Regions from separate parts of the Sus scrofa genome. Here region 2 is linked to region 1. A link is a contact called in public Hi-C data. All regions are on one chromosome and are shown on one strand. The core of a region is the stretch at or near the end of the contact, and the rest is flanking DNA. Distances in the headings are between cores, read along the strand shown.

The links. A called contact is a pair of places that touch in the nucleus more often than the background predicts.
Region 2: a contact with region 1 is called in a Hi-C map of skeletal muscle, with 4 times the contacts expected there. The contact joins the promoter of CHCHD5 here to the promoter of SLC20A1 in region 1. A contact is called at or near these places in 7 of 47 Hi-C or Micro-C datasets (heart right ventricle, liver, mesenteric adipose tissue and 1 more) and 2 of 2 datasets of contacts at active chromatin or transcription factors (alveolar macrophages and skeletal muscle).

Annotation. Positions count from the first base shown.
Region 1 is chr3:43,858,074-43,862,164 of Sscrofa11.1, reverse strand. It overlaps SLC20A1 (sodium-dependent phosphate transporter 1), which reads left to right and starts at 1,618. Exons shown (of 11, transcript XM_021087023.1): 1 at 1,618-1,909; 2 at 2,374-2,981; 3 at 3,145-3,285; 4 at 3,574-3,659. The coding sequence starts at 2,645.
Region 2 is chr3:43,914,215-43,918,671 of Sscrofa11.1, reverse strand. CHCHD5 (coiled-coil-helix-coiled-coil-helix domain-containing protein 5) reads left to right here and starts at 2,922. Exons shown (of 4, transcript XM_021087024.1): 1 at 2,922-3,132; 2 at 4,186-4,326; 3 at 4,414-4,457. The coding sequence starts at 3,131. LOC110259964 (a long non-coding RNA gene) reads right to left here and starts at 2,782. Exons shown (of 2, transcript XR_002342486.1): 1 at 2,428-2,782.

The DNA.
Region 1 (4,091 bases), core at 369-2,868:
AGACTGGCAAAAGACTGCCAATGACCAGAATGAAAAAAAACACAAGTTGGGCAAAGCTCTAGGCAACTGTCTGATAAACAACTGCTTTGAAAATTACTGTTTTAAATGGCAGAACCCTAAGGACCTTTAACAGACCGGTCCTTAATTTTTTTTATAACCTTGAAATAAAGTAAAGGTGGAGGAAGGAGCACAACTGAAGGTGCCAGAATTACATTGAAATTGTGCTCCAGGATCAGTGCTCCCGGACATGTACTTTCTTTTTTTGGCCATGACCTTGGGACTTAGAGCTTTGTAAGTTACTCATATAACTCCACCAGATTTGCTAGGTAGGTCAGAGGATACTCAGGTGGAGGTTAAGCCTCCAAAGATGACCCATACACAGCAATGATTTACAACCTCTGTGTTCTCACTATTCAGTGCCCAGCTTCTAGAGACGGGAAAAGGTGGGGAGAGCTCCAGAACATTCTAAGCCTGGCTGTGTTTCTGGTTGGAATTCTTTAATCCCACCACAACCCTGACAAGAGAGCAGACCTTAATCTCCCTTGGCACGACTGCTTAGTCTTGATCTTAAGCAGAATAATGAAATATCCCCAAATGTGCAGAGCAAATCTTATTAATGTCAAAACTAGATTATATACCATGAAGAAAGGCCAAAAATCAACTTACTTGAAAATAGGAAAGCTTCCAGGAGGCAAAGAGAAAACCCCTCACATCCTTTTCTACATTCTAAAACAGGAATATTCACGGAAATGAGCATTCACTGAACACCTACAGAGATCTACTCACATTCACACACGTTAACTCATTTAATTCCCGCTACCAGGTAGGTACTGATTGTTAACAATTTACATTCCTGAGAGCAAAGTCAGAGAGATCTGAAGTCGCTCAAGGTGACACTTGCAGTAAGTAGGAGTAAGGATTTGAATCCGAAGCAGTAGCCTTCCCTCTCCCCGGGGCCACAGCCGCGGTGCAGAAAACGCAGGAGGTCTGCCACGGGGAAATTAATGATCCACAGCTACCCAGTGGCTCTGCGCCACAACTGGGAGACAACCTGGTTCTCGTGACTTCTCAGTCTTACGGTTTTCATCCAAGTGCATGACTGCGGGAGCAAGGGGACCACGTGAGCCCTCTCCCTCCCCCGGCGAGGGACAGTGCCTGTCCGGCCAAGGGCAAGTCACAGGTGCGACAACGTGCCAGGACTGGATCCGGAGCCCCAGGGCGCCAGCTCCCCTGCAGCGTCAACAGGAGGAAGGGAGGGAGGGAACTCGGCCAGGTGTGGCCTCCGGATGCTGCAGGTCACAAGTGCGCGGAAAGTGCTGCTAGAGGTGCGGCCTGCTCCGTAAAGCTCAGCTCGCGAGGCGGTAACTATAACCTTGGTCTTGTCCTCTATGACCCCCGCGGTGAGGGTCCCCCGCCGCCCCCATCACTAGCCTACAGGGCCAGACGGTGCCACGGCTCCAGGGCAAGGCCGCAGGGAGCGAGCTGGCCCTCCCCACGTGGACAGGCTCCCCTCTGGGGGCGTGGCCTCCGGCGCCAGACAGGCCAATGAGTGCCGCCGTCGGGATCCCCCAGAGGGGCACGCCGGGCTGGCGGGGGCTGCGTCAGCCCGAGGGCGGGGCTCCTGGGCCGGCGCGAGGCGCGGTGGGTCACGCGGGGCGCGGCGCGGGCTATAAGTAGAGGCCGGCAGCGTGCGCCGCTAGATGATGGCTGCCGGCGCGCGCAGCATGCTTCTTTTGCTCGGTTGCTGAGGCGCCCGCGGCTGTTTCCCGGGTGGGCCTCCACCCCCGCCGAGCTTTCCCCGAGCCTCCGGGCCCGGGCAGTGTGCTCGCCGACCGCAGGTACGTGTGTCCGAGGCTCTAGCCCGCCGCCTGGACCTCTCCGTCTCCCGCTCAGCTCCTCGTTTCCTCTGGTGAGTGGCGGTGCCGCCTTAGAAAGGCTCTTTCTTCTCCCCGGGGCCCGGCGCGGACGCTGCGGCGCGGGGTCAGCCGGCTGGGCTGGTACCAGTGGCGGGGTTCTGCTTGCGTCGCTGCCTGCCTCCCTCCCCCACCCCCCCCACCCCGCCCGGCGGCTCCGCCGCCCGCGGGCCTTTTTGGCGGTCCCCGGGCGGCGCGCGCGGGAACAGCCCTTTTCCGGTTTTCGCGCGGAGGGCGCGCGCGGGCTGGCGGCGCGGGGCCCGGCCCGGGCTGGGCGCGCGCGGGCCGAGGTGGTCCCGGCGCCACGTGCCCGCCGCCGGCTGGTCCTGTTCGGGGCGGGGTCAGCGGATTGCAGGCTGTGGGCACGGCAGGGCCCCCCCCAGCCTGCGTGAGCCCGCGTGGGGTGCGGAGCCAGCCCCCCAAGGACGCGCCGTTATTGTTACTTTCCCTCTTCTTCCAGGATGAACTTGCGTCCTTTCTCTTCTCCGCCATGGAATTCTGCTCCGTGCTTCTAGCCCTCCAGAGCCAAAGAAACCCCAGACAACAGATGCCCATACGCAGCGTATAGCAGTAACTCCCCAGCTCGGTTTCTGTGCCGTAGTTTACAGTATTTAATTTTATATAATATGTATTATTTATTAGAGCATTTTTGATACCTCATATTCTGTTTACACATCTCGAAAACCGCTCAGTAATTCTCTTGTTAAATTAAAGAACCACTACTCTAGAGAATGGCATCTACCGTGGCAACGCTGATCACCAGTACTATTGCTGCTTCTGGTCCATTGGTAGATTACCTATGGATGCTTATCCTGGGCTTCATCATTGCATTTGTCCTGGCCTTCTCCGTGGGAGCCAATGATGTAGCAAATTCTTTTGGTACGGCTGTGGGATCAGGTGTAGTGACCCTGAAGCAAGCCTGTATCCTAGCTAGTATCTTCGAAACAGTGGGCTCCGTCCTACTGGGGGCCAAAGTGAGCGAAACGATCCGGAAGGGCTTGATTGACGTGGAGATGTACAACGCGACCCAAGAGCTGCTGATGGCCGGCTCCGTCAGCGCGATGTTTGGTAAGTTCTTTTTCTGTATTGTCCTCTGAACGATGGCTGAGCACATTTCCTGTGGCGGGGTAGTTCTCTCCTTGTGCTCAGTCTTTCAGATTATTTTCTTAGGAATGCCCTGCGTACAAAATGTAATTTGGCAATTTTCTTCATAAAACTTGACCTGTTTCAGGTTCTGCTGTGTGGCAACTAGTGGCTTCGTTTTTGAAGCTTCCCATTTCTGGAACCCATTGTATTGTTGGTGCAACCATTGGTTTCTCCCTGGTGGCGAAAGGGCAGGAGGGTGTCAAGTGGTCTGAACTGATAAAAATTGGTATGTTTAATTCTAAGTGGTTTTTTATTCTTGTCATGTGACCATGGCATTGTGTTATGGGAGTATATGCTTTAAAATTGGAGGGATGGACTAAAGTAAATTTAAAGTGTGTTTTGGGGAAGTCTTTGGTGCAGCAGGTTAAGGAGCTGTTATTGTCACTATTGTGGTGTGGGTCCGATCCCTGGTCTGGGAACTTCTGCATGCCTAATGTCTCGGGCCCCCCAGAAAGTGTTGTTTGGTTCCTGATTTTCATTCGTTGACATGTTTTCTTAATGTGTTCTATTCTAGTGATGTCTTGGTTCGTCTCTCCGCTGCTTTCTGGTATTATGTCTGGAATTTTATTCTTCCTTGTTCGTGCATTCATCCTCCGTAAGGTAATATTTCTCTCCCACTTATGACCTTTCACAGGTTACACGCAATGATATTCAGACCCATAGCATTCTTGCAGATGTGATCAGTGTGTAGGTGTGTGGCCTTGGGAAGTTAGAAAAATTCTTTGTTTTATACACCTGTTGTATGTTGAGTTTTATGAAAGAAGCAAGTTTTCAATATCCAAGAAGGCTTTTGGGAAGGAAAAATTGAATGAATATTACAGGGTGGCAAGAAATTGGATGGAGCTCCTATCTTGGCTCAGTGATTAACGAACCCGACTGGTATCCATGAGGATGCGGGTTCAATCCCTGGCTTCACTCCGTGGGTTAAAGATCTGGCACTGCCATGAGCTGTGATGTAGGTCGCAGACGCGGCTTGGATCCCCTGAGTTGCTGTGGCTGTGGTGTAGGCCAGAAGCTGCAGCTCTGATTTGA
Region 2 (4,457 bases), core at 1,673-4,172, 55 kb before region 1:
ACATCAACCTTCCCTGGTTGCTCTCTTAATACTTCCCAGATTGAGCATCCACTTTAGCATTCATCACTAATTTAGTTTTTATTTACTTTGATAACTGTCTAGCTCTTCTACTAGAATGTTAAGCTCCAGTCTGGCACTGTTGAAATAAAACTTTAGAGGTGCAGGAGTTCCCATTGTGGCTCAGTGGTAAGGAACCTGACTAGTATCCATGAGGATGCAGGTTCGATCCCTGGCCTTGCTTAGTGGGTTTAGGATCCAGCATTACTGTGAGCTGTGGTGTAGGTCAGCAGCTGCAGCTCCGATTCAACCCCTAGCCTGGAAACTTCCACATGCTGTGTGTGTGGCCCTGAAAAGACCAAAAAAAAAAAAAAAAAAAAAGCCACTATACTTCTAACTCTTACTCCTCCAGTGCACCCTTTACTATGGCGCTCCTAACTCCCTTTTCCCTTCTTTAAAAGAGCTCTCTTCTCCTTGCTCTCCTGGACTCGCACCTGGCTTGCCATGACTGCAGACCTGTTAATAGTGTTTCATTACTGATCCAGAATAAACCCTTTTGGGGGGCCATATTCAGTGCATGTGGAAGTTCCCAGGCCAGGGACTGAACCTAAGCCACAGTTGTGACCTGCACCACAGCTGTGGTAATGCCAGATCCTTAACCCGCTGGGCCACACAGGAACTTCACTAAATAAACCCATTTTTACTGGAGAAATAACTGGCAGCCTATATGTTTTAGGCCAACACAATAAACTGATAAGGCTAGAAAGAATACAAAATGCTCTATGCCAGGTGCTTTGCCTGTCTTCTCAGAAGAGCATCCTGAAACACCTATTACCAGAAAACGGAAACCCAGAGAGAAGTATTCTGTCCGAGATTTCAGGTTGAAATCCAGATTGGCTTCCCTCCAAACCCCATGGTCACCTAAGTCTTCCTCACATTTGATCCCTAGAGAGGAAGTCAGTCACACTTGTGGGTCACACACCAAAAGGCAACTAGAAATTTGGAGGCTTAAGTGTCTCATTCCCAAGGAGAACTGTCTCCCACTGGGATCTTCATCATACCTACTTACAAGCCCAGCTGTTTGAACCCCTTCCTTGCAGGAAGCATATTACCTGGACTTTGGGACAAAACTCAGAGGCAGGGCATGGGACAGGTTATGATTTCACTCTCCCAGGAGGGAAAAACCTGAGAATTTGGTCTACATTTGAAGCCAAAGAGAAGAGATGTTGATGCTGTTCCCTTCTCTCTCTTCTCCCATCAAAAACACACTGGGAAGTTTTTGCAGGAAGGAAGAAGACAAGGGCCCAGAGGTGAAAGCTTTCCTTCAATGTCCAGGGCTCCAAACCGACCTGTGTTATCTGAGGCAGGTTCCGATGGCCAATGGCACAATCACCAAATGTCAGTTGCCAACTAGGGCAGTTCAGGTCACAGCCTCCTGCGACGGTTCTTGCTTATCCCAAACTTGTGAGGGTCCAGGCTCCATACTAAACCTCCCACGTACACTACGTCTTATGTGAAGAATGTCACTGTCATCACCCCCATTTTACAGATGAGCATATGTTTAACGGAGCAGAACAGAGCCCTCTTCCTTCTCCACACGTCCTCCACCTGCCTCTTCTCCACAGAAAAACTTTAGCCTCCTGGGCCTTCCTCGAATTCCAAAGAGTCAATTTCAATCAGAGAAGTGAGAAAAATGCAAAAAGAAAGGAAAAGTGTCAAAAAGACAAGGTAATGATTGTTTAGGCATTAAAGTCAAAGACCTTTAGTTCTTCCTCAAAGGTTATATACCATACTTCAAGTCATGTCCTTTGAGCTATTTTGCAAATACTGAAACCCCCACCAGGTGGGAGAAATTAATTAATTGTACGCTGCCCACGAGCAGGTAGACCCCAAGCTGATTGTAACCAGAAGGTTGATGATGCTACCAATTACCTCACCACCAACCAATCAGAAGAATGTCTCGCCAGCTGATAGCCCCCCCCTCCCTCACTCTGTCTTTAAAAGCCTTTCCCTGAAACTCTTTGGGAAGTTTGAGCCTTTTGGACATTAGCTACCTGGGTTCTTGAGTGGTGCCAGCACTTTCAGTCACCACAACCAGGTGTCAGTAGCCTGGCTTTATGGAGGGGAGGTGGGAGCCAGCATCAGGACCCAATTTTTGTTCCTAATTTGCCCAAACAATTATCACTTGGTTACAAATGACTGACACCTGTTCCCCTATAATGCTGCGACAAACTACATTTTATGATCATTTTGGCTGGAGTCAGGGAAAACCTCTGCATACTAGACAGTACTGGTGCTCAGTTCTCTGACCAAGGGACAAATACGTGGAGCCAGACACTGGAAGACATGAGGAGGTGGAACCATCCCACCAGGAAGAATTACATGGAAGTAACTCCCCCATTGTGACACAGAGCTAAGATTAAAACTCACGTTCATGCTGGCTTCAGAGTTTATGCCCAGGGGTGGGGGACGCGGTCTGGGTAACCCATGCTGAGCAGTCAGGAGGTCCAGGCCTCCTCCTGGTCCAGCTTTTGGGGAGGCTGTTTCCCCGCCCCTCAGCCGCGCGCACACCACGGTCTGCAAGAGGCGAGCGAGCGCATGCGCAGAGTTGCATTAGGGATCCCGTTCCCTGCGGCCAGCAGCTGACAGCTAAAGCACTCAGCTGCTGCGCGCATCCGCGAACGGCTGCATTGATGAGAGCCCGCAGCAGCAACAGCCACTCTCCATCAGCTCCAGTCCGGCGACTAGGAGCGCGTGTGGCTGCGGCCAAATCCCTCAAAGAGCCACCCAAGTCAGCGCCGCACTCGCCTCGGCACCGAGGCGCCACTGTACGTCCCAGCACTTCCGGGGAATTCCCCGCACCGCCCACGTAGGCCGGAAGGGCCTAAAATACCCGAGCCAGCTAGGGACGGAAGTGGCTACGCAGGGCGCCGCCATGACAGGCCCCGGACCTGAGGAGAGGCAGGGCGCCGCCATGACAGATTGGGCCTAAAGGGAGCGGGCCTGCTAGTCCGCTCTGCAACCGGAAAAATCGAAATAAGGAGGGCTTAGCTGGGCGCCGCCATGACAACCTGATACCGGAAAAGGCGGAGCGCTCCTTCCCCATTGATCCTCCTTCGGCCTCGGCCTCAAGATGTGAGTAGCGGGAGCGCCTACCCTGTACCTGCCCCCGCACTCCTTCTCTTTCCCCAGTGATCTGGACTTAGGCCAAGATTCCGGGAAGAATTGGCTTCTCTGTTCCCGGGTCCGAGCCTCGTGATTCAGCGCATTCCCTTGCGAGCTCCAGTTCTCGTGTTCAAGCCTCGCCCTCTGAGCGTTTAGGTTCCACCCCTTCTTTGGGTGCTAACGAAGGACTTTTAGATCCAGTCTCTCTGTGCTCAAGTTTTGCCCCGAAAACCCTGGGTCTTGTCCTCACCCTGCAACCCTACGATTCCAGACTTGTCTCAGGGCCTCCAGGACTCCCAGATCCGTCCTTAGAGCTCCAAGTTCCTCTCCTTGGCTCATCTAACTTTACCATTTGAACCTTCCAAATCTGTCCTTTGCCTCAGACCTCACCTATAAGGCCCACAGACTTGTTCCTAGATGCCTCTGATCTCACTCTGGATTTTCAGATCTTGTCTCCCCAATTTGAAGAGCTTATTTGTGGGACACTTAAGATTTACCCTAGACCCCCAAACCGCCCCAGGGCCTCAAGTCTCACTTTTCAGTACCCAATCCTCTGGCCCCATTTCGAAGACAGTCTGGTCAAGAGACCCTTCCCCAGGACCTAAGACCTCACCCCTTGCACCTCTAAACCTCACTTTTAGGGCTTTCAAACTCATTTAGGGCTTCCAGGTTCTCTCCAGGAACTCTAGGTGTTAATTCTAAGGCCCTACGAGCTTTTCTGCATGATCCCCAGGTAGAAACTAGAGAATGCTAGAACTCTAAAACCTGCCGTCCAGGACCTTCAAAGTCTGCTTCAGAATAATCAGACCTTTTTTTTCAGAACTTCCACTATCTCCCCTGAAGCTCTGAGCCTACTCCACAACCTCCAAGGCTCATGCCTTACCTCTCTAGCTCCTTGGCCCTATCCCAGGATCCTTCAGGCTCTCAGATTTGTCCAAGATGCCAGTCCCACCCTAGACTCAGATCAGAACTCCATCTCTTGCCTGCTGCCTGCAGTTACCCTCAGTCTGTCCTGTCTCACAGGCAAGCGGCCCTGGAGGTCACTGCCCGCTACTGCAGCCGAGAGCTGGAGCAGTATGGCCAGTGTGTGGCAGCCAAGCCTGAGTCATGGCAACGGGACTGTCATCACCTTAAGATGAGCATCTCTCAGTGCACGTCCTCCCAGTGAGTGTGGGCAAGTACAGGGCAGTGGGGGGTGGGTGGACATCGGAGTGGAAGTCTCTCTGAGCCTGAAATGCCCTGCCCTCGCAGCCCAATCATCCGTCAGATCCGCCAGGCCTGTGCAGAGCCTTTTG